Linked DNA regions of Mus musculus: regions 1, 2, 4, 5, 6 and 7 are each linked to region 3. Evidence: chromatin contacts called from public Hi-C, HiChIP or PLAC-seq and promoter capture Hi-C data. All regions are on one chromosome and are shown on one strand. The core of a region is the stretch at or near the end of the contact, and the rest is flanking DNA. Distances in the headings are between cores, read along the strand shown. Region 1 overlaps App (amyloid beta (A4) precursor protein). Region 2 has its middle 130 kb from the start of Gm32357. Region 3 holds the start of Adamts1 (a disintegrin-like and metallopeptidase (reprolysin type) with thrombospondin type 1 motif, 1). Region 4 has its middle 150 kb from the start of Gm32357. Region 5 has its middle 260 kb from the start of Gm32461. Region 6 has its middle 280 kb from the start of Gm32357. Region 7 has its middle 110 kb from the start of Gm32357.

Evidence for each region. Promoter capture Hi-C pulls out the DNA fragments that hold promoters and counts their contacts. Hi-C and Micro-C count contacts between places; a contact is called where the count stands out from the background. HiChIP or PLAC-seq counts read pairs in DNA pulled down with a chosen protein or histone mark.
Region 1: a Hi-C map of muscle stem cells shows a contact between it and region 3, with 5 times the contacts expected there. The contact joins the enhancer-like site here to the promoter of Adamts1 in region 3. A contact is called at or near these places in 1 of 39 promoter capture datasets (the 3T3-L1 cell line), 3 of 484 Hi-C or Micro-C datasets (adipose-derived mesenchymal stem cells and muscle stem cells) and 4 of 115 datasets of contacts at active chromatin or transcription factors (bone marrow-derived macrophages, cardiomyocytes, extraembryonic endoderm stem cells and 1 more).
Region 2: a contact with region 3 is called in a promoter capture Hi-C map of liver, with 8 times the contacts expected there. The contact joins the enhancer-like site here to the promoter of Adamts1 in region 3. A contact is called at or near these places in 13 of 39 promoter capture datasets (the 3T3-L1 cell line, 3T3-L1-derived adipocytes, the HPC-7 cell line and 5 more), 5 of 115 datasets of contacts at active chromatin or transcription factors (embryonic hindbrain, embryonic stem cells, fibro-adipogenic progenitors and 1 more) and 1 of 9 other capture datasets (pancreatic islet).
Region 4: a promoter capture Hi-C map of liver shows a contact between it and region 3, with 10 times the contacts expected there. The contact joins the enhancer-like site here to the promoter of Adamts1 in region 3. A contact is called at or near these places in 8 of 39 promoter capture datasets (the SN4741 cell line, embryonic stem cells, hippocampal neurons and 3 more), 1 of 484 Hi-C or Micro-C datasets (liver) and 17 of 115 datasets of contacts at active chromatin or transcription factors (craniofacial prominence, differentiating embryonic stem cells, embryonic basal ganglia and 11 more).
Region 5: a promoter capture Hi-C map of the 3T3-L1 cell line shows a contact between it and region 3, with 49 times the contacts expected there. The contact joins the enhancer-like site here to the promoter of Adamts1 in region 3. A contact is called at or near these places in 10 of 39 promoter capture datasets (the 3T3-L1 cell line, 3T3-L1-derived adipocytes, the HPC-7 cell line and 5 more), 4 of 484 Hi-C or Micro-C datasets (the 3T3-L1 cell line, cerebral cortex, forebrain and 1 more), 5 of 115 datasets of contacts at active chromatin or transcription factors (bone marrow-derived macrophages, embryonic fibroblasts, fibro-adipogenic progenitors and 2 more) and 1 of 9 other capture datasets (embryonic stem cells).
Region 6: a Hi-C map of muscle stem cells shows a contact between it and region 3, with 3 times the contacts expected there. The contact joins the enhancer-like site here to the promoter of Adamts1 in region 3. A contact is called at or near these places in 10 of 39 promoter capture datasets (the 3T3-L1 cell line, 3T3-L1-derived adipocytes, the HPC-7 cell line and 5 more), 1 of 15 datasets of contacts at CTCF or cohesin (the NIH/3T3 cell line), 5 of 484 Hi-C or Micro-C datasets (the AML12 cell line, cerebral cortex, cortical glia and 2 more) and 14 of 115 datasets of contacts at active chromatin or transcription factors (astrocytes, bone marrow-derived macrophages, cardiomyocytes and 9 more).
Region 7: a contact with region 3 is called in an H3K27ac HiChIP or PLAC-seq map of stem cell-derived neural progenitor cells, with 4 times the contacts expected there. The contact joins the enhancer-like site here to the promoter of Adamts1 in region 3. A contact is called at or near these places in 8 of 39 promoter capture datasets (the 3T3-L1 cell line, 3T3-L1-derived adipocytes, embryonic stem cells and 2 more), 1 of 15 datasets of contacts at CTCF or cohesin (the NIH/3T3 cell line), 1 of 484 Hi-C or Micro-C datasets (myocytes) and 6 of 115 datasets of contacts at active chromatin or transcription factors (embryonic fibroblasts, embryonic stem cells, fibro-adipogenic progenitors and 1 more).

The regions. Positions count from the first base shown.
Region 1 is chr16:85,146,839-85,150,688 of GRCm38.p6, forward strand. All of the region lies in intron 1 of App (amyloid beta (A4) precursor protein), which reads right to left. Among named protein-coding and RNA genes, the nearest start is that of App, 25 kb to the right of the region's middle. Within about 2 kb of position 2,058, at least 156 of the 459 cell types and tissues checked have an H3K27ac peak or open chromatin away from gene starts, as enhancers often do. A contact at or near this core is called in adipose-derived mesenchymal stem cells, bone marrow-derived macrophages, cardiomyocytes and 2 more, where this site is marked.
Region 2 is chr16:86,366,720-86,370,146 of GRCm38.p6, forward strand. No RefSeq gene overlaps it. Among named protein-coding and RNA genes, the nearest start is that of Gm32357, 130 kb to the left of the region's middle. Within about 2 kb of position 1,957, at least 6 of the 459 cell types and tissues checked have an H3K27ac peak or open chromatin away from gene starts, as enhancers often do.
Region 3 is chr16:85,801,042-85,804,977 of GRCm38.p6, forward strand. It overlaps Adamts1 (a disintegrin-like and metallopeptidase (reprolysin type) with thrombospondin type 1 motif, 1), which reads right to left and starts at 2,072. Exons shown (of 9, transcript NM_009621.5): 1 at 937-2,072. The coding sequence starts at 1,669.
Region 4 is chr16:86,387,460-86,391,055 of GRCm38.p6, forward strand. No RefSeq gene overlaps it. Among named protein-coding and RNA genes, the nearest start is that of Gm32357, 150 kb to the left of the region's middle. Within about 2 kb of position 2,067, at least 12 of the 459 cell types and tissues checked have an H3K27ac peak or open chromatin away from gene starts, as enhancers often do. A contact at or near this core is called in hepatocytes, kidney and liver, where this site is marked.
Region 5 is chr16:86,546,450-86,549,949 of GRCm38.p6, forward strand. No RefSeq gene overlaps it. Among named protein-coding and RNA genes, the nearest start is that of Gm32461, 260 kb to the right of the region's middle. Within about 2 kb of position 1,327, at least 3 of the 459 cell types and tissues checked have an H3K27ac peak or open chromatin away from gene starts, as enhancers often do.
Region 6 is chr16:86,514,817-86,518,243 of GRCm38.p6, forward strand. No RefSeq gene overlaps it. Among named protein-coding and RNA genes, the nearest start is that of Gm32357, 280 kb to the left of the region's middle. Within about 2 kb of position 1,580, at least 45 of the 459 cell types and tissues checked have an H3K27ac peak or open chromatin away from gene starts, as enhancers often do. A contact at or near this core is called in cortical glia, muscle stem cells, neural progenitor cells and 1 more, where this site is marked.
Region 7 is chr16:86,346,056-86,349,489 of GRCm38.p6, forward strand. No RefSeq gene overlaps it. Among named protein-coding and RNA genes, the nearest start is that of Gm32357, 110 kb to the left of the region's middle. Within about 2 kb of position 1,601, at least 39 of the 459 cell types and tissues checked have an H3K27ac peak or open chromatin away from gene starts, as enhancers often do. A contact at or near this core is called in the NIH/3T3 cell line and embryonic fibroblasts, where this site is marked.

The DNA of each region.
Region 1 (3,850 bases), core at 808-3,307, 650 kb before region 3:
CTGGGTTTATTTTTTTAAAAAATGGTGCTCCAAAATGAAAGCACAGACTAGGGGGCCTTTGGAACACTGGATTTCAAGCTGTGTTCTAGGAAACCTTGGCTCTTTTCCTGGTGTCCCAAGGTAAGCCAAATAAAGAAATTGATACAAGTTTCAATAAAAACAAAGAGGGCTTTAAAATTTACTTTATAATGTGTTTTTTTAATCTAATCTCTATTTTTCTTGAAAAAAACACAATGACTTTTAAAAACTAAATGAAACCCTTTTTCCCCCTTTTATTTTGACTGCTAAGAGTTCTGATTGGTGGCAGGGAAGATAACTCAGGTGAAAGTACTTAGCAACACCCCTAGTAACCTGAGCTGCATGGGAACATGAGTTCCAACCTGGGATAACATGTCAGAAGGAGACAATCAATTTTCAAACGTTGTCTTCTCATCCCTAAAGCTCTACCAGGGCATGTTCTCACGAATGCCACACTAATAATTACATTTTTAATTGAAGTGTTCTGAAAGAAGCCCACACTGGAGGTCAGGATACCTGGTAAGAACAGAAACTTAACACCAAATCAGGAATAGCTGCAGGAGCCACAAGCTCCTTCGGAAATCCTAGACCGTTGTTTTTCTAAAGCCATGACGATGTGCTTCTAAAATTCAGTATTTACAGCTTGGAGTTTTTAAAAAGGGCCTACATAGCAACAACATAAACCTCTCTGGTCACCATCCCAGAGATACAAAAGATAGGAGTCCTATTTCTGTCCCTTCCCTTAGTGGATCTGAGTCACAGCTACCCCAGTGACCTTCCTGATGACAGCAGATACATGTTTGTCCCATAAACAGATGGCTTCCTAGTAAACTCGGGCGACCCCTAAGCTGCAGTTATCTGATAAGTACTTCTGTGCATCTAAGGGATAGTTTTAAAATTAGTAACAAAATGTATGTTGGTATCTAGTGGCCTGTTTTCCTAATTCTATTGGTCTAATTTTTATGTGAGAGTTTTTTGTTTGTTTGTTTGTTTGTGTTTGTTTGTTGCAGGTTTTAAAACAGTCTCAGGTAGCTAGCCCAGGGTTCTCTGGAATTTTGTACCTAGCAGAGGATGACCTGGAACTCCTGATTTTGACTTTCCAGGTACTGGGGTGACAGGTGTGCCCACTGTGCCTGGGCTGCTTGAAGCTTTTTTAATTTAAGTTTCTAAAAATCTTTTTTAGGAACATGGCAGTCATATAAGTAAGTTTGCAACCGCAGTCCTTGGTCTTGGGTTTGCATCAGAAACAACAATAGGTCTTGGCCCACACCCAGACTAGGAAAACTAATCTTTTCATACCATGGGCAGTCTCACAAATTATCTGGTTCTGCAATCACATTTAGAAAAACAAGCAAACAAACAAAAGCCTCAGTATGCATTTCATGAGGAATCTCTCAATAAAAAGATATTTCAGTCTTGGGATAGCTCTCACTGGTACAGTACTTTTTACTTAGTACACAAGGCTCTGGTCTGAGCCCCAGCTCAGGAGAAAAAAAAAAAGTTCAAGCAAAAGGAGTTATAAGCACTGTGAGGATCATGTTGAATAGGGTACCAAATGAAATAGTAGCCACATCGTTTATAAACTCCATCTCTATTTTTGATGATTTTATTTTGAGGGTTCTTGAGACACCGTTTCATGTCACCTGGCCTGGCCTGGAACATCTGTAGCTGAGTCTGTTTTGAACTCTGGATCCTTCTGCAGCCTCTTCCCAAGGCTTCCCAATCGGGAATCGGGGCACCACCACAGTCCCAAAGATGCTACTTTGGTTTTATAAAAAACACACTTTGCAAAAAGAAGATAAGAGGAGAGAAGTTCCCCTTACCATGGAGGAACTGAAAGTAACACTCACTTCACAGAATTCCCCCAGATAAACTGAGTGACAGCCAGTCATCTAACTGGTCCAGGCAAGCCCTCTAACCGGTCCAGAAGAGTTGGCTCCAGTCATTTGAGTTACATCAGCAGCTGTGGAATGTTCCCTGAGATCAACAGACACTGACCAGAGTCTGGTCCAGGCCAGAGCTTCCATCCCACGGTGAGTGAGTCAACTATTAGCCAGCGAGAGCTAGCCATCTTCCAGCAGGCCCAGCAAGGCCATGGCCTGCCTATACACATAGACTGTGCAAACCTCTGAGCCAAACATGCAGCAACTATAGTCGAGGGAGCTTTGTCTTGGGAACAGAGAGGCAGTTTCCTTCTTGTAAAAGGCAAAGCCTGGTCTCCGGATGTGGGGAGAAGAACTGTTGGCCTGGGTCCATGTAAGGCTCAAAGTCCACCGCTTCTACACTAGGCTCTGACAAAACAGATGGAGTCAAGAGAAAAGAATTCAGATTTAGACAGACAACAGAGCTACAGAATCTGGATTAGAATTAGTAGAGTATAAGTGGTGGTCCAGGTGGGAAATCTATTACTCAATGATAGCTAATCAGCAAGGTTAAAAGGTTGGTTGGTTGGTTTTATGTAGGGTACGGATGTCAACTCCTAGACTTCCCATTAAACTCTACAATCTATTTTGATGGCAACCAGTACTGCATACATCATGCCTAGGATCTAATAAACACATAATACAAAGACATGGAACTCTGATGGGACAGAAAAGCAGCAGAGTGTTACTAAAACGGGGAGAAAGTATCTGTCATCAGCCGTTACATGGTGGCTATGGTGTCCATTCATATGGTGTCACATAGTCATTATGTGAGCTTTGGGGGTTTGTATGTTGCTACAAAGCAACCTTGATGGTGATTTGTTTCTTTTACTGTGGGATAAACACTGATCCTGAAGACAGAGGGTTAAGGACATTCCATGGTGTCCCTCAGAAACACAGCTGCATGCATCAACAGAGAGCCACTGAGAACATCTGGCAGAGGAAGGGGAGAGGAGCCAGTCATGAGCACTGGCTTACAGCAGCATCAGTAATGACAAATGCTTACTGAAGCCTACACGATATTCTTACTGTAACCCTCCAGGTTAGGGACTTCACTTCTCTTTACAAATGAAGTGCAAGGTGGGTTTGTGAAAAAGAAGTAGCAAATAAAAGTTATCTTATCCAACATGCACGAGATAATGTTTTGATATATATATATATATATATATATATATATATATATATATATACACACACATATATATACATACATATATATATACACATATATATAATTTTAAGTAATTAAATAACAATTAACTAATGAAGTTACCTATCACCACACATACTGTTCTATATGTGTGTGAACACTTAAAACCTATTTCAAGAATATAACACTTATTATTAACTACAGTGACAATATCTATACTCCAGCTCTCTATGATGTACCCATGTCTAACTGCGAATTCCTACCCTTTGAACAACATCTCCCATTTACCCCATCCACTGGCATCTAGTGTCTACTCTTGCAAGTTCAACTGCTTCGATTCCATTTGGGAGGTCATGGGATGCTCATCTCTCTGGGTCATTTCACTTCCTTTAGGTAACAGCTTAGACTCGCACCTCTACCTTATTATTTACTACAAGGGTGGGTAAATGATATAGTCTCACTGAATCTAATTTTACTTGAATTGCACTTTGAAATAGGATTTGCTCTCGGCCTTTCTCGATCTCTGAACAGCATCAGATCAATACCTGGATCTTTGTATTGTGCATATCTTTGTCAACTAGAGAGAATGTTCTTCTGGTTTCATAGTACATTATCTATAATACATTCTCAATTTTCTGTAACTCAGAATGTCACTGGACAAATACCTTTATCTTAAGCAAAGAGCATTTTATTACAATATCCCGTAAGCAAAATGTTACTAAAATTTCAGTTTTTGGTTCAGGGGAGGCCAGGCTTAGCT
Region 2 (3,427 bases), core at 707-3,206, 570 kb after region 3:
TGCTCTATATGATAGGACACAAGAAATATTTTGTTTTCTTTCTCTCATAATCATCCCCTTTTACATCCTATAGAATCTTTTCTTGTGCTTCACAGACAACATTCTACTTGTGTGTCACAAATATACATGTGTATTCACTGCACACATGTGCATTCACCCCCACACACTCATATACCAAGAAATCACCTAAAATATATCTTTCCTTATTTGTATAATTTAACTTAATATAAAGACATCCAGTTTCATTCTTTTTTCTCAAATGAAATATCATCTTCATGCCAGAGGATGCTATTGTGTGTATGCATGTCACATCTCACTCATTCTTTCATCTGATGATGCGCATGTGTATGTGTTCATTTAAGTAAACACACACATGCAGGTACGCACACGCACAAAGTTTTGGTGCAATACAATTATTTGTTTGCTTTACTTTTGTTTTCTCCTTCAATTACATCCCATAGTTCTGCTGGGTGTAATTGTCTAGGCTGATATCTGCAATGTTTAAGAACTTGTGTAAGCCCTTCTAGTTTTTAAATTATCCATTTAAAATTTAGCTGTTATTCCAACAAACCTGCCTTTATATGTAACATTGTTTTTTCCTCTTGCAGATTTCAATTTTTTTGTGTGCTCTGTATATTTGATATTTGATTCCTGAATAAGGAAGCTTTTGTTTGGTCCTGTCTATTTAGTTCTATAGATGCCTCTAGCGCCTTAAAAGGCACCTTTTCCTTACATTTGGAAAATTTTTTTATTAGGTATTTCCTTCATTTACATTTCCAATGCAATCCCAAAAGTTCCCCATACCCCCCCTTTTCTCCCCCCCCACCCCCACTCCCATTTCTTGGCCCTGGTGTTCCCCTGTACTTAGGCATATAAAGTTTGCAAGACCAATGGGCCTCTCTTTCCACTGATGGCCAACTAGGCCATCTTCTGATACATATGCAGCTAGAGACACAAGCTCTGGGGGGTACTGGTTAGTTCATATTGTTGTTCCACCTATAGGGTTGCAGATCCCTTCAGCTCCTTGGGTACTTTCTCTAGCTCCTCCACTGGGGGCTCTGTGATCCATCCAATAGCTGACTGTGAGCATCCACTTCTGTGTTTGCCAGGCCCCAGCATAGTCTCATAAGAGACAGCCATATCTGGGTCCTTTCAGCAAAATCTTGCTAGTGTATGCAATGGTGTCAGCATTTGGAGGCTGATTATGGGATGGATCCCCAGATATGGCAGTTTCTAAATGGTCCATGGAGCAGGGCAAAGCCTGTCTGATCCATGAGCAGCACACATGAGCTAGCCAGAGTCCCTTTGTTAATACTTCTGTCTTTGAGTATGGGACTAAATGAAGCCACTGGAAACAGTACTGAACTCCCCTATAAGGCCAGCAGAATTATGCTGTAGGTCCTCAAAAGTTGGTTGGTAGGAGATCATGGCTCTCGAAATAGTCCTCAGGTAGGGACTGGTTTGTGGTGGGGTTGGTCAGTAATATCTGAGAATTAGGGCCTGATCTCTTTGTTACTCACATAGATAGAGCTAAAAATATGGTAAGTGTGGTGCCACCTCTGAGATATGGGTATAGCTATGAAGTCACAAGGTAATAGGGACTAAGTTCATGACCAAATAGATCTATTTGTATGAAATATGCTATGTCAAGTGAGTTAGTTGTATTTAAGAACTTTGGCTTTCTCTAATCCACAAATATTTCATCCATACATTTAATAGATGAATACATTTTACTAGTAAGCTTGCTTTTTAAAATTTTTACTGGCAATCCATTCTTTCCAAAACACCCAATATGATAAATAAATTCAAAAGTAACCTCTGAATCCTGCTTTCCACATAAAGTTAAAAAATTACGTGTGACTCAGACCCCGTGCCCACGGGTCATGTGTTGTTTATTCTACTTGGAAAGTGCTTTCATGTGACTTTGGAAGCCTGCCTTTGTCATTACATTTGCGCTTTCCATTAAGTGTCAGATTCTGGGAAAATTTATGATTTGGAGGAGGGAAGTTCATAGGCAGGGCATACTTACGCTGTAAACAGAACTCTTTTATGGATTAGAAAACAGTCTAGGCTGATTTTACCCTACATGGCCAAAGTCTTTTTAATAAAGGCAACACTTCAAATACAGCTCAGTATCCAGTAGTTTCTTATTTGTATCTGGAAACTGCAGCTTTCAAAAATGGCAGATAAGAATATCTTAAAGATTTCTCCTATTGCAAATGATGTCAGCCATATTGAAATCACAGTTGAAGATCAATACGAATTTACTTTTCCTAAATCCAAAATCATTAATTTAACTCAAAAAAATTATATAGATCAGAGGAAGAAAACGGTTATACCTCTCCCGGTCAATTTTTATTTCTAGTCTCCAATTAACTTTTCCAATGTCAAGCGTTCGGTTCTGTACACAGGTTTTCTGTGGTGCAGTTTTGTCAGTAAGTCTTCCTCATTCTTTCCATGATGCCTCACAGGATGCAGGATGCTCTGGAAAGAGGCTTTCCCACCACAGCTAATATCCCTCCTGCCTGTCCATTACTAAAACAAATTGAGTAAAACTAACTGCTCATTTTATTTTACTTTTGAAATATTATTCCTTTTATTTCCTAGATTATAATTATAATCACTTCCTCACATTCCTCTGCCTTCCTCCAAATAAGCTAACATACTCTGAATTTGAAAAATTCATGGACCATTGTGTTTCTTTTTTAATAATTATCATAATGTTTTTCTTTGGTTTCTTTTTTATTAATTATTTTATTTATTTATATTTCAAGTGTTGTCCTCTTACCCCCTTTCTGGTCTCCCCTCCACAAACCCTACCCTGTTCCCCTCCCTTTTGCCTCTAAGAGGGTGCTCCCCCACCTACTTTACCATTCCCACCTCAACTTCTAGCATACCACTAATCTGGGGCATCAAGCCTTCACAGGACCAAGTGCCTCATGTCCCACTGATGTCAGATAAGACAATCCTCTGCTACATATATAGCAGGAGTCACAGACCAGCCTCTGTATAGTCTTTGGTTAGTGTTTTAGTCCCTGGGAATTCTAAGGGCTCCAGTTAGTTGATAATTGTACAGGCTAGTTTTGTGTCAACTTGACACAGCTGGAGTTATCACAGAGAAAGGAGCTTCAGTTGGGGAAATGCCTCCACAAGATCCAGCTGTAAGGCATTCTCTCAATTACTGATCAAGGAGGAGGTCCCCTTGTGGGTGCTGCCATCTCTGGGCTGGTAGTCTTAGTTTTATAAGAAAGCAAGCTGAGCAAGCCAGGGGAAGCAAGCCAGTAAAGAACATCCCTCCATGACCTCTGCATCAGCTACTGTTCCCTGATCTGCTTGAGCTCCAGTCCTGACTTCTTTCAGTGATGAACAGCAGTGTGGAAACGTAAGCTGAATAAACCCTTTCCTCCCCAACTTGCTTCTTGGTCAT
Region 3 (3,936 bases), core at 822-3,321:
CCCAGTGCCCCGGGGGGAATAAGTTCCTTTCTCAAACCAGGGTTGCCAATTTGGAAAATGGCCTTTTTCGGGCTGCTGAGACTCAGCGGTCAGAGAAATCGTAAAGTAGGATATGAATACCAGCTCCTAGGGACAAGTCGGAAAAGAGGGAGAAATCTAGAAAAGGGCAAAAAGAAATTTGAATGATTAAAAAGAACTAACTGGCTGGTAGGGACTGAACACGGCAGAGTCAGGCGAATGTGTAGCAGGGAGGATCAGTCCAGGCTAACATTCCTCAGCGCTGGGGAGTCCAACCTCTGCCGGGAGAGGGAGTGCGAGCAACGAGGCCGAGGTAGGAGGCGCGTGGAGGCGGGGCGAGCCAAGCAAAGACCTCCCAAGCAGGTTCTGCAGAGGGGCCCAACGGAGCCACCAGCCATCGGGGTCAGCTTTTCAAATGGGGGAAGGGGACAGACGGAAGGCCACAGAAATGAGATCACCACTGCCGTTGCCCAGGCTCCTGAACGCACATCCAGGTCACCATGGCTCCTCTACTCCGCCCTCCTTTGAGCGCTACGTGCTCACACGGACTGACGTTACAAAACTCAGCGCGAAACTACAACCTAGTTAAAGTGAACTCATACATTCACTAAAGGCATTAAAGGGATGGAGAGAGATTCTTCAGTGTAAGGAGTCGGGTTATTGGCTTCGCGGAGGAAACGCTTAGCCCTTATCTACAGGACCTCCGATTCTTTCTCTCTTTCTCAAATTATTAACTATTCGGGCAAATAAGTGTTCTAGCAGAGTATGGTCACACTTTTTTTGGGGGGGGGAGCGGGAAGGTCACGACCCAGAACTTCAATTCACTGCAAGTCTGAGTCATTCGCATTTAGAGGCGATCTGGAGTGTGACCCCAAGTCACGCCTCGTAAAGACTGAGAGATGGGGGTCACTCTTATACCTGATGGCTTTCCCGCGTCCTGAGGCGTGGGGTCCCGCACAGGCCACTGGTTCCGGGTGTTCTGGCTCTCGGGTCGCGAGTCGCTGGTTGGCAGGGTCTCGTCGTCCATGACGCCGCACTTGGCGCCGCCACTGCCCCGCCGCCTTCGCCTCAGGATGTGGAACTGCGGCCGTGCGGATGACTCCTCCTCGGGCACGGCAGGGGCCAGGCGCTCGGTGGCCACTCCAGGCGCTGGCTGAATGAAGAACTCCTCTCCTTGTAGGTAGAAGGCACCACGCACACCTTCACAGAGGCTGAGGGCTGCGGCAGAGCCGGGATCACCGTTCACCGTGCCAGAGTAGAAGCAGTGAGCCAGGTCCCCGGTGGGGTCCAGATGTTGTGCCTCGGACCCGGGACTGCGCCCCACAGTCTGCAGGGTGAAGCCAGGCGCCAAGAAACCGCTGTCCGGCTGCAACTTCAGATGTAGCTGCTGGCCAAAGGCGTCCAGACGAAGGCGTGTGGTGGTGGAATCGTGGCCCGGGGCGCGCTCCAGCGAGGGCAGGACCAGCTCCTCATCTTCCTCCGTGGGGCGCCCGTGTGCGCCCCGCGCACATAGCAGCATTGTTATGGAAGCGAGGAGCAGCAACAGCATGTGTGCGGACAGAGAGCCCCGAGATCTCGCTGCCCGCTGGACGTCCCCCATGTCGGAGCAGGGCTTCTGCTTGCGTGACCCCAAAGGGACTTTTGGCTGCATGGCACCGCACCCTGCACCGCAGAGAACTCTTGGTCTGGATAGACGTTTAGACGCGTAGAGCTTCGCTGGCCTGCTCCTGATGCTTAAAATTCACGATCACTTTGATGGGAAAGTTCGTGCAGAGCTAGCACCCGAAGCTCCGGGTCACTTAGAAAGATTCTGCACTGGCGCGCGGGAATTTTTTCATTCCAGCACCGAGTTGGTGGCTCCGCACTGCTGGCTGCTGCAGGACCTAGAAGCGCCCCCGGAGCTGGGGAACAAGTCCAGAATAGGAGCCTGGACTCTTCGTCCTCCGCCTTGGCCCCGATTTGACTCGATCTGAGCAAGGATCTGCTCTCTCCGCCGGGCTGTGCGCTCTGGCCTTGCGATAGCACCTAGCTCGGAGCTGCTTTCTAGCGAGTGCAAGGACCAGGCAGCCCCGGCCGCCCCTTTATAGCCACATAGGAGCCCCTCCTTCCCCCAACACTGCGACACCGCCCCCTGAGCTCAGTCGGTGCTAAACCGAGCTCTGCGCCTCGGGGCCTGAAGGGGGAGGGGGCAGCCTCCGCCCTGGCCTCACGCCACAGCTCGTCACTCTGGGGGTGTAAGACGCCGAAACAGCGCTGGGACCAGCACTTTGTACAGCGCTGGCTGCTCTGGGGAAAAGAGTGAACCTTTAACTTCATCTCTCGGCTGCTGATTCCCGGACCACCCTGCTTCCTGTCGCCCTTCCTGTGCCCCGGCTGGGCTGCAGTTTCCAAGAAAGAGGGTCGAATTGAAAAGATTCCTCAACATTCCTTTTCTCCCCTAGTCAGAGCCTCTTCTGCCCCAAAGTGGGCTATTAGCTACAGCTGCCTTTTCTTAAAAAGCACCCTACTTTTCCGTCTCGTCTACGTTTCCATGGGCACCATGGCTAAAGCGTCCTTCTCTTTACCCCAGCTTTTCTTGGGCAAAGTGTTGATTCTGCGCTTCTCAGGAAGAGAAAAGAAAGAGAGAGGAAGAGAGAGAGAGAGAGAGAGAGAGAGAGAGTGTGTGTGTGTGTGTGTGTGTGGTGGTGGTGGTGGTGGTTCATAGAGCACCTCTCCAACTCTGGATTCTAAAAATCCACGTGGAACGACCTTAACAGTTTCCTCAAGTCCTACCTAGAGACCTCTGGGGTGGGGGGTGGGGGTGGGGCGATGTGTGTGTGTGTGTGTGTGTGTGTGTGTGTGTGTGTATCTTGGCTTTTTCCAGAATAGTCTATCTGGAACCAGCTTTAGTTCCCTAGAGACAAAAAAAAAAAAAAAAAAAAAAAAAAAAGGGATTTCTGCTTTCTCTTCTTCATTGGAGAAGCAACTCCCTTCTAGTCTGCGTTCTTCCAAAATCTTAACAGCAGCTGCTGCAGGCCGCAGGCCAGGCGGACAGATGCATCTAAGATTCCCCACTTCAGTATCAAGTCCAAAGCGGCGGCGGGGGGGAACGGTGTGGGGGGAAGGAGGGTTGGGTGATGGGGTGGAAGGAAACCGAGTTCCCCTCCCCCCCCCTCCCCGCTTCCTACCGGGAAGGGAAAGGCAGCATCCGCGTTACGAAAGTCACAAAAGCTGAGCCCTTCCAACCCCGGCCCCTAAGAAAAAGTCGAGAGAGGCTCCTGAACTGAGAAAGAGGGAGGGGTTCTGTGACCCAGAGGAAGGAAATAGTTCACAATGCTCTCACTGGCGGAAAGGCATTAGGACAAGCTTGAGAACCACAGCCCAAGTCCTCAGGCAGACCCGCGCGCTCACACCAGCTAGCTCTTGCTCCCTGCCCTGCCCAGTTCTGGGCTCCCGACTTGCTGCCCCACCCCCAACTGCTGCTCCGGTTGGCTCTTGGTTAATCCTTTGCTCCTCCCCAGATCTTCCTAAATTTGTGGGCCTCAGACAGTCCCTTGCAATCTTCCAAAGGTTTCTGGCAGACACTTTCCCAGGGTTCTAGATAGTCTTCATGAAAACAAACAAAAACTTTGTTTCCCACACCAGGGAATATCGAATTAAAAGAAGAAGAAGGAGGAGGACGAGGAGGAGGAGGAGGAGGAGGAGGAGGAGGAGGAGGAGGAGGAGTGACTGGGAGAAACAAGACTACCCCAACCTCCAACCTCCAAGCTCTTAACAACTTCCTGGTGATTGCACTCATCCGAGGAGTCCGCTCTCAAATTTTGGTTTCTTAAAATCACACTGATAGCTGAACTAAACACATCAAGCAACCTTGCTCTTCCACCAGGGAACTTTGATGTTGTTCGTCTTCCTTCCTTTCTGTTTCTTCATCTTTCTTCA
Region 4 (3,596 bases), core at 817-3,316, 590 kb after region 3:
ATATCTCACAAAAGCAAAAGAGTAAATAACTATTTTGCATCAAGGTATGAGAGTTTTCAGCACCTGATCAGCTGAATCCCTTGGTTTAGACCCCTGGTGAGGCTGGGCATTACTGTGGAAGCCTATGGTGAAGGTGAGTTATTCACCTCATAGAAGATAGGAATTAAAAACAGAGATGAGACAAAGAGATAAAACTTCGCAAACATATCCACAGTTAACCCGGTCTTCTAGATTAGTCACTAACTGGGGACTGAACCATTAACAGGGGAGACAATGGAAGACCCTGAAACCTCAAGCCACAGCTTATCATTTTACATTAACAAACACATTGTTCTCACTTCTTTCCTTTTCCCAGTTACACATATGTTGGACCCCTTCAGATCCTGTGACCTGTTTTTGTTTCTCTTTCTCAAACTTGTTTATTACTCTATCATAGATGATTTTACTGACTTAGAGTTATTTTCTTATACTTATTTAGCACCTTCTTGTTTCAGAAACCTCACACTCCTATTGTAGACTCCAGTTGTACAATCACAGATTAGTTCAGTGGTATTGATTCCATCTATTTCGCTTACATTTTCTTATGAAAGCAGTTTCCAGGATGAAGTAGAAAAACAAACAAACAAACAAACAAACAAAAACCAAGGTAGTATTTGCAAGAGAAACAAGGAGACAAATTTAAAAACCATTAACCATGAGGAAGTTACCACTTTCTGAAATTTTTATCATGTTCTTGCCTGTGAGAACTTTGGGACAATTTTGATTTGTTAGTAAAATATTATGGACATGCTATGGTGCTCTTGTTACTAGGTAACAGACTTCACTAACATAACTATTGTTACTTCTTGGAAGCTGTCCATAATATGAGCTCATGCTCAATTATCTAATTCCTGAAGAATCTTAATTAAAAATGAACTTTGGGGAGTGTTACATAGATATAGTTAATGTCATCATGAGTTGTTGAAATAAATTTATTGCTATCATAACATTAAGAAAAACTTCGGAAATGTAACCATCAGAAATGGACAAATAGTTACATAAAGGCTAACTGATGTTCATGGAATGAAATCTCACTTAGAAAATATTTTCTAAATGAGATTTCATTCCAAAAGGACTGAAGGAGCTGAAGAGGTTTGCAACCCCATAAGAAGAACAACAATATCAACCAATCCCAGAGCTCCCAGGGACTAAATCACCAGCCAACAAGTACACATGGAGGGACCCATGGCTCCAGCTGCATATGTAGCAGACAATAGCCTTATGTGGCATCAATGTGAGGAGAGGCCCTTTGTCTGGATGCCCCAGTATAGGAGAATGTTAGGGCGGTGAGGTGGGAGTAGATAGGTGGGGGAGCACCCTCATAGAAGAAGTGGGTGGGAATGAGATAAGCGGTTTGTAGAGAGGAAACCAGGAAAAGGGATAACATTTGAAATATAAGTAAATAAAATATTCAATAATAAAAGAAAAATTTTAAAGCTGTTGAGAAAGCATATTCTAGCTACTCCTTGGGAAAGTGTGAACGTTGATATTAGGTAGACATATATTTTGAGTTGTTTGAGGAATTCTAACTATTGAAATGCTTAATAAGATAAATAAAACCTCAGTGTAGTTTAATACAGAAACAATATTGACTACATGGTAGATGTGCTGGTAATATTCTAGAATAATGCATATTAATTCATACTAACATCCTTGGACTTTGGACTATGTAGAAATATGCAAATAAACAGTGTTTGCCCTATCTGATAATCTCACATTCCTCAGCCTGGAAGTGAGCCATCTCTCTTTGCTGCCTCATGGAGTATTTCAAAGTCCGTGGGCTAAAGTCTCTTTGCAATGTGCTGAACAAGTGGAGGAATATTTTAAATGTGAATCCAGTGTCTGATTAAAGAGTCTGCAAAATTCAGAGAATTTAGATGAACCAGTATTATAATGTGAATTTGTTCACTATTTCAAATAAAGACAATTCAAAATTTCATACTTTAAGCATGCATGCTCTGGCACAATCAAATGTCAATAAAACAGAAACTGAGGGGTGGAGAGATGACACAGCAGTTAGGAGCACTGGCTGTTTTTCCAGAGGGCTTGGACTCACAGTCGATCACCTACATGAAGGTTCACAAGTTGTTATAACTCCAGTTCCAGGCTATCATTTGACATCTTCTGGCCTCATTATGCCCAAGACATGCACATGGAGCACAAACATACATTCAGCCATAATAATCATGCACATGAACGACAACAAAAATAGCAAACAAACCAGCATACAGTAAAACAATTGAATAAAGCCCTTATACAGAGGAAAGGGCTTTTGATCAAGCAAGTTCCTGAATATTTTACATTGAAGATTTAGTTACCTTTACTTCAAGTTTCTTTATTTTCCCCCAAATGTCACAGATATTCTACTTTCTTTTCTGTTCTCTGACCTACATCACAATAAAGAATGCTCCTATTTTTTTTCCCATTAGTTTCAATGAAAATGTGGACTAATTCTCTAGAGCCAAGGATCTTGTATAGTACAATGCTAAAGTTTGTCCCAACTAGTACTCCAATTCTAAGAAATTCTGTCTGTGAATCAAGGGAAGATTTACCATGGTCTGATAAAATTTGTCCTTCTTCAATGAAAGCTATGTTGAGTGGGTCCAATCCAAATTCCTGGGTCTAAATAAAATAAGCCTTAAGTTGGAGCAACTAAATCTGTTATTTTCAAACAATGCTGATAACATTAAGAAATATATTCACTGTTCTTTTTTTTTCTATTAATAAAACTGTCCACCTATATCATATCACCTTAAAACAATTCTGGTTTAACTAGTTACTTAAGTGATGAGTGTCTACAAGGTTCATCCTGCCTTTCCAATACTGTGCTATGGATGTACACATGAGGTTAGGTATATGTACTAATAGACAGAAGATGTTTTACTGAAGGGATGTTTTCTGAAACACTGTGAGACTTTCAAGCTTCTATAATTGAAAAAATAAAATAGGTTCTCATTTCTGAGGACAATAATTGAGTGTAAGCATAAGATTTGGAATGTAGAAAGGAATTTTTCTGGTTTAACAAAGTGGAAGAAAATGATTCTTTTCTAGGGCCTATCACCTATGACACTGGTTAGGTTTACACTAACATACATGATTGCCCTCCTGTTGACTGAGCTTTAAATCTAATTAGACAGCTGTTTGTTCCCACCAACATATGAGAGCCATTTATTGCACATTTAAGAATATCTTGTGACTTAGAGTTTTCTATTCCTGCACAAAATATCATGACCAAGGAGCAAGTTGGAGAGAAAAGGGTTTATTCAGCTTACATTTCCACATTGCTGTTCATCAACAAAGGAAGCCAGGACAGGAACTCACAAAGGGCAGGAACCTGGAGGCAGGAGCTGATGCAGAGGCCATGGAGGGATGTTCTTTTCTGGTTTGCATGCACCTGGCTTGCTTAGCTTGCTTTCTTATAGAACCCAGGACTACCAGCCCAAGGATGGCACCACCTACAATGAGTCCTCCCATCCTTGATCACCAATTGAGAAAATGCCTTACAGCTGGATCTCATGGAGGCATTTCCTCAAGGGAAGCTTCATTCTCTGTGATAA
Region 5 (3,500 bases), core at 77-2,576, 740 kb after region 3:
AAGAAATGGTATCTTTTTCTTCTGCTTTTTGGAAGATACTTTCTAAAAGGTAGTTCCAGCTGTTTTGGTGTTCCATCTTACTTTCTTGACTCCTTAGTTACCTCTGCTGAACTCCTTCTGCCCCACGTTCTTGGATCTACCAGAAGAATGTTTCTCTCAAATAACAATAAGGATTTTATTCTCCTTGTCTTCTCTATCTACTTCACAGGACTCTGAGATAAATGTGTTTCCATCGATAATTATCTTGTACAGCAGTTCTTATGAATTAATTTTAATAATTAAAACCACAAGATCATTAGAGCCAAGGTGATGAGAACATTGTTTTGAATTCCTCAGAAATAAAAGATTCAAGAACTGTTGATAGTCTATACTTAATTACCCATTTAAAATTAATGCTAATTATGAATTACAGGATATTCTAGTAAATAAGAGAAACATATTTTTGTTTGTTCAAATATAGTTTGAAAATAGATAAATGAATCTTCTCATAATACGATATATCCCACTCCACCAGGCTCTTTCCGTGGAACTCTGGAAACCTATAATGTGTCTTGGCATTCAACAAAGTCTTGCATAATCACTTTCTGATGAGTTAAAGTGTAAATGTAAATAAATGAAAAACATAAGGATTCCATTTTCTTTGACACACATGTGAAAACTTTGAGAGGAAACAAGTTTGGCACATATGCTGTGGACTCAGCAGATGGGAAGTCTGAGCAAAATATCCCAGAGCAGTTCCCAAAACTCACAAAATTCACAAGAGAAGGGTTTCCAGACAAAAAGAGAATTAAAAAAAAAGAAGGAAAGAAACTAACATGTAAAACATGTCCATATTTATTAATACTTAAACCGTGCAACTTGTTAGCTTGGGACTAGACTGGTTTATGAAGCAAATCATGTTAAATCAACCATAGCCTTATTACTTAACTAAATAATGCTATACATTTTGTTCCTAAAATATATTAATCTCTGATATAGTGTCATCTAATCAATTAGGAACAATGTCCACAAATAGTTCTAAATATTCACACAAACAAACAAGGGGAGAGCTTTATTTAGACATCTTCTTTTTGCTGTAATAAGAATTTCTATGCTGGGTAATAGCCATTTGTATGTATTTTTATAAGGTAGTTATATTGTAGATAGAACTGGTATTTATGTTGTGGCATATGTTTAACAGACCCAGAGGCTATGAAGAAAACGTCAGTCCCAAAACAGTACAGAAGTAAGGAAGAGATGAAATATTTCATAATAAACAAGAACTTGAATGTAATTAAATACATGAATGTTAACTTACAGCCAAAAATGTATTTCACTTCCCTACTTCCTGGCACAAAATCGGAGGCAGATGGGTATTGTCTCATGAGCACAAGCTCTAACGAAATGGACTTTACTGATAATAATTTAGTAATAATAAATTAATTTGGATGTAAACAACCAAATGGAACTGAATGTCCTGCCAGAAGCTGCAAAAAATACATTCAGAGCAATAACATAGAAGGCCTTCAGGATAGTCCTGAGGGAAACGCAATTGTGATTTTCCTAATGTGAAGCACATGATTAGTGGGTTTTAATGACCAAAAGCCTTTGTGAAAGCTTTTTCCAGTTAATTATTGTTACTATTGATATTTTATAAAGATATCTTGGGAAAGAGAAATTGGTACATGGATGTTAATGGCAAGTTATCTTGTAAATCTAGGTTAATTCCAGAAAACAACATAGACTCAGACTCTTTCTAAATGAAAATAAATTTTTTGGAATCACTCCTAGTCTTTCTAAGCAAGGGCTATCAATCTTTTAACAGAAAGAAACAAGATCGAATAGTCACAGAGCAGTGATAATGGACTGTCCTTTCTTAAGATGAAATGAGAACATTTACACAGTAATGTTCCTAAGCTGCAACCCATACACACTAGATTAGAACCTCCTGTGTTTAGGACTGGGCACCTTAGAATTCTTTTAAAGAGAAGTTGGAAAATGCTCCCTAGACAGGCACAAATAGAAATTTCATTTTTTCCATTACTTCCATATCTTCTTTAGTAGCCATAGGCAATCAAAGCAGGAATCTTACCAAATACACATCATATAGTAGTCCTCAAGGAAGAGTATCTTCTCAGCAGTTTTCACTATGGCTTGACTTTCATTTTCTTGCATCCTCTTGTCTTACTGATTATGATGGAACCACCATCAGGGAAGGAAATGAGTCTACATAAAGAGGGGATGCACACATTCCAGGTCCATCTTATTTTAAGTATGTTATGTAATTAGAACTCACTCACACATCTAGTAGGAGGAATGGATGGTATTTAACTGTGTGCTGATGACAGTTTCAGGTGACAGACAAAGGAAGTGTACAGACTATGTCACCTAACATGTTGGGCAGGGTTTCAAACTTTGGTATTTTGAGAATATCTCAGGAATGAGTCGTCTTGATGGGTTTTATTCCTATATTTAAAATATGAATGTATGGGCAGTTCAGAGCATTATTATTTGATAAATTTAAAATAAAAAATTAGTTGACCAATAGACTGAGATGTTAGCACAATAACAAACTTCCCCAAATTTTATACCAATTTAACTTTTCAGAAGTACACGTTGAAAATGTTGACCTCCTAATTCTGTTTATCTAGGTCCACATTTCAGATATTATGTGTGCTTTTTAGTTACTTTTTTTTTTTTAACAGTACAGACCTGGAAGTCTTTGACATAACACTATCTAATTCATTCAATGAAGTCACAATTACTCTGAAACCTAATCTACACAAAGACCCAAAAAGAAAGAGAACTTCAGACCAATTTCACATATGAATATCAATATTAAAATTGCCAGTAAAATTCTAGCAAAATGAATTAAAGAACACATCAAAACCATTATTCACCATGATCAAATAGGCTTCATCCTAGGGACACAAAGTTCGCTCAGTATATGAAAATCCATTAATGTAATCCACTATATAAACAAACTCAAAGGAAAAAAAAATCACATACACTTCTCATTAGATGCTGGAAAAGCATTTGACAAAGTACAATATCCCTACATGATAAAAGTATTGAAGAAATCAGTGATTCAAGGCCCATACTTAAACATGATAAAAGCTATATGTAGCAAATCAATAGACAATATAAAATTTAATGGAGAGATACTTGAAGCAGTCCCCGCTAAAATCAAGGACAAGACACTCTCCCCATATCTATTTAAGAGAGTATTCAAAGTTCTAGCCAGAGCAATATACAATAAAAGAAGATCAAAGGGGTAAAAATTAACAAACAGGCCAGTCAGTGGTGGCGCACGCCTTTAATCCCAGCACTTGGGAGGCAGAGGCAGGTGGGTTTCTGAGTTAGAGGCCAGCCTGGTCTACAGAGTGAGTTCCAGGACAGCCAGGGCTATACAGAGAAACCCTGTCTCAAAAACAAAAACAAAAACAAAAACAAAAACAAAAACAAAAAACAAAAAACAAAATGAAAGAAAGAAAGAAAGAAAGAAGAAAGGAAGGAAGGAA
Region 6 (3,427 bases), core at 330-2,829, 710 kb after region 3:
GAAGAGAAACACTCAATGCTTTTCCCTTTACCTACTGTCTATGGTCTGATGATTATGTCATTGTCAATGTTATTGTCTTCAGTAAAAATTTAACTTTCTTTTATTTCAGAAAATAAAGGCTGGTTGTCCTTAAATACTATTAATATATTTAATGGCTGCATTTGCAACATTATTAAAGACATATAGACCTTAATAAGATGATTTTAATATAGGCTTCACAATGAAAGGAACCGGGTCCCAGAGTTTTAATTGTATATTTCTAAGACAACAAATTTTCCTATCTTTGTCTGATATAATTACTGTTTTCCTACTGTAAGTGAAATCTACTTAGCAATCTTCACTGAAATCAAATAGAAAAATCTATATCTCCATATAAATCTCTCTTGCTTAAATACTTTGCTAGCCAAGTATCAAAGGTCTCTGTAATCTTATATAATAGTCATAGCAGACTAACTCTTAACTATTTTCTTCTTCCTTGTGATCTGTTACTGATGTGTTGAGCACAAAATCCCTAAAATTGCTAATTAAAAACTTTTTTTAAATGAGAGGAAATAATATCTTTAGCCACCAACTACCTTCTTCAATGCTGTGAATTCACTAGTGGGTTTGATTTTGTTTCACAAAATAACTGAACTTTCTCTCTAAAAGTAACACTCCAGTTATAAGAAGCTATGAACTTGGAGGACACTAGCGCCAACATTCAGTGAAAACTGTTTAGCTTTCTGTGTCATTTTCAGATGCAGACTGGTAAGTGATCAGGAAATAATGAATAAAAACAAAGGGAAAGAAACTTTACAAAAAACCATACCCTTTGTTGTCTACATGACCAAAAGTGTGACATAATTACTAATACGTTATCCGCCATCTTTTCTTGGCCGTGATGACTCATAAAATTAGCTGCGGAGAATGAATGCATACAATAATTGCATTGGTGGCTATATTACATACTTGTCTATGAGTAAATCTTTTCAGGGACTTAGAAAGTTGGTCAGAGTTAAAAAGGTAGAAGAGTCAGACATAAGCATTTAAAAATCTAAATCTGATGCCTTTTCTCCCAAACTCAGATATACAGTGTATTAATATGAATTTTCTAAACTGGAATAAAAAGCCAAGATTTGTAATCCCTATTTGACAGTACTGAAGCACGAGTATGGCTTTGCAAGCAGAAACATAACAGCAAGAGGACAGAGGACTTTCCCTTTCCTATACACTGATTTGACTTCAGTAAATAACTAATGTTAAACTATAAGGAAGGTATATAGTCTATGATTATGTTTTGGTATACTTATTTTTATCTGCAATCTACACTATACTAATTCTTTTATTAAAAATAATCATATTTTAATGAGCAACCGGAACATCAATTTTCATGGAACAGTGAACAATGACTATCACTGTCCTCCTTATAATTCTAACTTCCCGGTCATGAGGCATCCCTTTGTGGCTATCATAATTGGTGTAATGAATTTCCTAAAATAAATGGAAGTCTAATTTGATCCAGTGCCCAAGAACAATCCAGGCATTCACAGCTAAACCACTGACCTGATTTGAAGACGAATCATGCCAGGATGAAGTCATACTTTTCTGTGAAGTGTGCTCCCTCAGTACAGGATTTGAATGGTTTGTTCTAAGGGCTCTGAAGAGGGGATTTCCAGTAACAAAGGAATACAATCTGAGCTCACAACTCCAGACACCTAGACTTACTTTAAATAACAGAAACATGAGAGGGGAAGAAAATCTGAGCCCTCAACTCAGTTCAGTGATTGTCAGTGAGTGGAAAACTTGCCGGTGCCCTTGAATTTGAACAGCCCAGAGAGTCACAGTTTTTGTACAGGTAACAACTTTAAGGATTTAAAAACAACCTCCAATTGGGCAAGGGTCATAATTTCAGGAAGGTTAATATCTAAATGCTGCACCCTCATGGCAGGTGGTTTCTGAAGAAGCATATGCACAGATCTACATACTTCATTATAAGTTTTGCCACTATTTTAAAGCTACATTGAGTGGCTTTGACATTTCTAAGACAAGTAGCTGTGTTAGCATCATGAAAAATATGTTATGATTTGTTTTCTACAATTAAATAACATAGCCTACAGTCACAGTTTTGATGTATTACTTATTAAAATTCATTGTAGGTCTTCCAAATGAGAGTTGTGCAACATGATAAAACACTGGAACCCTGACTGTGTTAATGTGTATAAAGAAGTTGTAGCATATAATCAAATGGGGAATTTATTCAATAGGTTAATCCCAGATCAAGTATAATCTTCGTGGTTTAGTAAACAGTATATGACAGTTATAAACTGCCTTCAGCTGCAGATTTCCCCTTTGACCACCAAGAAATTGGCACAGGATAGTGTACAGTTTATGGATGTCAATTTATAAACATGAAATGTGAGAATATGTTTATCATTTCCCAGAAATAAAACTTTCACATGTCTCCAAGTGGCCATAATTTTTACAATAATTTCTAAAACATGCATTATGAAATTTAGTATTGCATATTGCACTTGGCTATTAGGACATAAAAATAGGAAAATGTTCAATTAAAACGAACTGAATAAAGAGTAAGTAGAATGCTATTTTCTATTCAAAATACAAAGTTGAAAGTTTACATTTTATTTGATTAACCTTTCTTTTTAAAGAAAATAGTGTGAATACCTTTGAACAATTAAATTAGATACTCTAGATACAATGTACAGATTCCAAGAACATATGAAAGCCACACTATGATTGAAGAGGTAATAAACACCTTGGTTGTCCTTTAACTTAGTTATTTCAATGAGTAAAACAAATGCTTGCCTAAAGAAAACTTTAGAAATAGATGTCTTTACAGTAGAATTTTTTATATATTTCAAAAAAGAATTAGTACTTGTTGTTTTTAGTGGCTTCCTAAAAAATAGGAGAGCATTCATCACAGATACAAATGTGAGGGCACTGTTATTCTTACACCCAAACTAGATGCAGATACAGAGAATAAAATTGTAAGTTCTTAGGGTGTCTTTCAACCCTGATGCAGAAAATTTTCTATTTGCTGTAGATGGTAACTAAAACAGAGAAGCATGACTGGTCAACATGCAGAGAATAACAAAAGTCTGGGGGCTCTGCTCGAAATGGAGGATCTATATCACAACCTTTCCACAAGACTCGTGGTTCACCATGGAAGTGGGATGAAGGAATGTGAGAGGCATAATTACTAGACATATGCGCTGAAACAATATTTTCTGTGTTGCTGCAGACATGAACTCAAAGTGGCTTTCTCTATATGTTCATGACATGTACACAAGCAAACAAGGTAACATTCCAGTATGGAAGGCATAAGGACCTTCCCATAAAGTCCCTCCCTTAGGTAAGATTCTACCTGTAACCTGTGACTGCAAGAGGATCTAGAATCAATCTTCTTCAAGAATATGATCCCAAAGAGGCC
Region 7 (3,434 bases), core at 351-2,850, 540 kb after region 3:
TTAAGGACTTAATAAGTAATTTTTGAAATTTTACATATTAATATTTTACATATAAATGAAGTTCTTTATGTATTAATTTTATTTAACTTACTATTATGATATAATATGCTTTCATCATATCAGTTACCCTCTCTGGTCTCCTCCCAGATCCTCTCTACTTCCTTTCTCATCTAGCTTTATGTTTCACTCTATGTCTCTCTCTCAAAGACCAGAAAAATACAAAATCATAGCAGATTGAGAGAGAGAGAGAGAGAGAGAGAGAGAGAGAGAGAGAGAGAGAGAGAGAAAATAATGCGCTCAAATTCACTATGTATCTCAGGATAACCTTAAACTTGTCTCCTGGCCTACACCTCCCAAGTGCTGCTATTACAGAGATGCAGCATCATGTCTGACTTATATGGTGCTGAGGATTGAAGAGTGGGGTTCCTTATGCTACTAAAACAATCTATGAACTGAGCTACATCTTTAGGTTTGCCTCATTCTAGTATAAAGACCTACATTTTCTAGAATAAATGTTGATCAGATAAATTTGCCTAACACACACACACAAACACACACACACACATATATAAATATATATATGAAATCAGGGATATTTAGTAGTTTCTCCATATAGCTCAACAAAAATTAATGTAAGATACATGTGTGTGCAAGTGTGTGTGTGTGTGTGTCTGTGTGTGTGTGTCTGTGTGCAGGTGAAAGAAAGAGAGAGAGACAGAAAGAGAGAGAGAAAGAGAGAGAGAGAGAGAGAGAGAGAGAGAGAGAGAGAGAGAGAGTTGTTTTCCATGCCTTTAGTGTAAGCTTCTAAAACCAGAAATAAGGGTATATGGGGGACTTTTGGTATAGCATTGGAAATGTAAATGAGCTAAATACCTAATAAAATATGAAAAAAAAAAGAACAATGTGACAGCAGACACAGGCTAGGGCTAACATACCTGCTTATTCCTCATGCTGTGCTGTTTCTCTCTCCCCTTTCTTATCCACCCCTTCACTCCTACCACGTTTCTGTGACATCTTTTACTTGTGAAATCTTGAGACTTCTTTAGTCATGAATCATTATTGTAAAGATGAGGTAATGTTTCAGGAACGACTTCCAGAGTTGTCTTGCTCCAGTGCCACTGTTGAATCAGTAACACAAGGTTAAGTATTTTGCGTTTTATGTCCCATCTCCTCCACACTTGGGTAGTCAATGAGAAATGACCTGTTGACAAAAGGAATGCAATTTTGACTGTAATAATATTCATCCTCTGGAACAAAATTGGAGAGACTCTGTTTCACAGATGAAAACAGGGAGAGTAATAAAGTTTTTAAATTAATATGAAAAGCAGAATTCATGACTGGGTCAAACATTTTTTTAAAAAAAATATAGTAATAAATAATTGACAAACATAAATACTTCTTTTCAGTAACCCCTAAATAATACATCCAAAAATGGAAGTCAAACCAATAACTTAATTTCATTTCTAAATAATAAAAGTGAAATTCAAACATCTCCAGTAGCTTAAAATGTAAAAATAAAAATCAGGATTGCCAGTAATGATTCAACTGTAATGGTGAGTCTATGTTAAAATAGCACTGGGCAGTGTCAAAGCTACAGTAGAGCTTGAAATATTTTGAAAATACAATAAACCCATTCAGCAAATGCAACTGAGGATCCTGTCTTGCTTCAGACTACTCAAAACACTAGAAATCATTAAAATAATACACAATGCATTAATAGAAGATAGGGATTAGAGGAAATACTTTACTATGTGAATAGAAGACAAAAAGTTGGGACGTGGAAAGAGTAGAGAGGTCACTGAAATTCCTTAAAGTCGCACACAAAGATTCTAATATAAGTGAAACTAAATACTTCGGAAGTGACTCAGAGTTTCTGTGATATTGTTAAAAAGCTCATAGCATCCACTATGGAAAATATGACTGTTCTCTGAATCACATGCATGTGTTTCATATAGAGAGACTCTCCTTATTACATTATTTCACAGGACACTGCTGGTTAGGACTCACCTGACACTTTTACGAGAGAAAAACTAGTTACAAGGTGTTTTACACATCCTTAGTTCACATAAAAAGTCAAGGTAAATTTTTGGATGCGTTGATTGAGAGTGCCTTGACTCCTCTTCAGAGCACGTAATTGTGAGTCACTCAACAGCGACACTCTTACTCTGTGACACATTTTTAATGACACATCTTCATACCAGAGCACAATGGAGTCTTTGAAAGGGTAACATTTATATTGAAGTCAATGCTATTTACCCGTTCATGAAAGTTACCTTCCTTCACTCAAACTAGATTATATTATATTTCATAACAATCTTATGATTAGCAGGCTTACTATGTCTTTTGCTTATATACGTAGATTTTGTTAGAACTCCGTTTTATGCATCCTTTCCTTCCACCCATACTGAGATCACTCTAGACCCAACATTCCTAGTCTCCATTATCATGTATGGAATGTGTTTTTTTTTTCCCTCTTCCCTTGTGTATGTTTTATCTTCTTAGATTTAATTGGCACATAATGCTAAGCATGCCTCTGGAAAAAAAATGTAACCAGGATCCAATGATAAAATATAAAACACAGCATTTGTCTTTTCAGCCCTGGGTCAACTCACACAAGGTACTATTTTCTAGGTCCATGCATTTTCTTACAACCTTCGATCTGTTTTACTGTTAAATTCAACTCCATTTTGTATGTGCACCACATTTTTCTTCATTTGTTCTCCAGCTGGTGTCCATCTCAGTTGGTTTGACAGTCACCTTGTTGTGACCAGAACCTCCAGTGAGCATTACAGGTAGGTATTTCTGATTTAGGATATGGAGTCATTAGACTATATGTCCAGGAGTGATATAGCTGAATCAGGATCATGCGATATTCTTCAGTATTGAAGTCACAGATATACTGACTTTTCTCCATCATAAAACCTACTTGGATGAGGAATGCGTTAAACTTAATATGCTATTTACAGAAATAAGATACAAAATACAAGGGGCTAGTCAACCATAGAATTCATAAAAGAAGAAGGATAAGAGAGAGTAAGAGAGAAAAAGAGTTGTGACAGTGACTCATATTTAGTGTCAAAATTGTATGAAACTGCCAAACAATAAGAAGTAAAAAGCATATGTTGTTCATAGGCTGGAAAGATTTATGAAGTAATGTCTTGCAAGCAAGGATACCCCGTTCCATCTTAAAGACCATCTAAAATAGAGCATCTCAGTGTTTTGCTTGGGAATCATCGTTCTCAGGAGACAGAAACAGGAAGAAGAGCTCAGGAGTTGATTACCTACCAATCTAGCACATTCATTTCTAGGCAAATGAAAATTATTGTGTCCCATTGATTTTTTTTCTCTCTCCACCTATGGGGATCAATAGTTTTTCTTGGTATAGAAGTCTGGGCTGGCATCTGTGGTCTAAGAACTTGTAAGAGAACTATCCA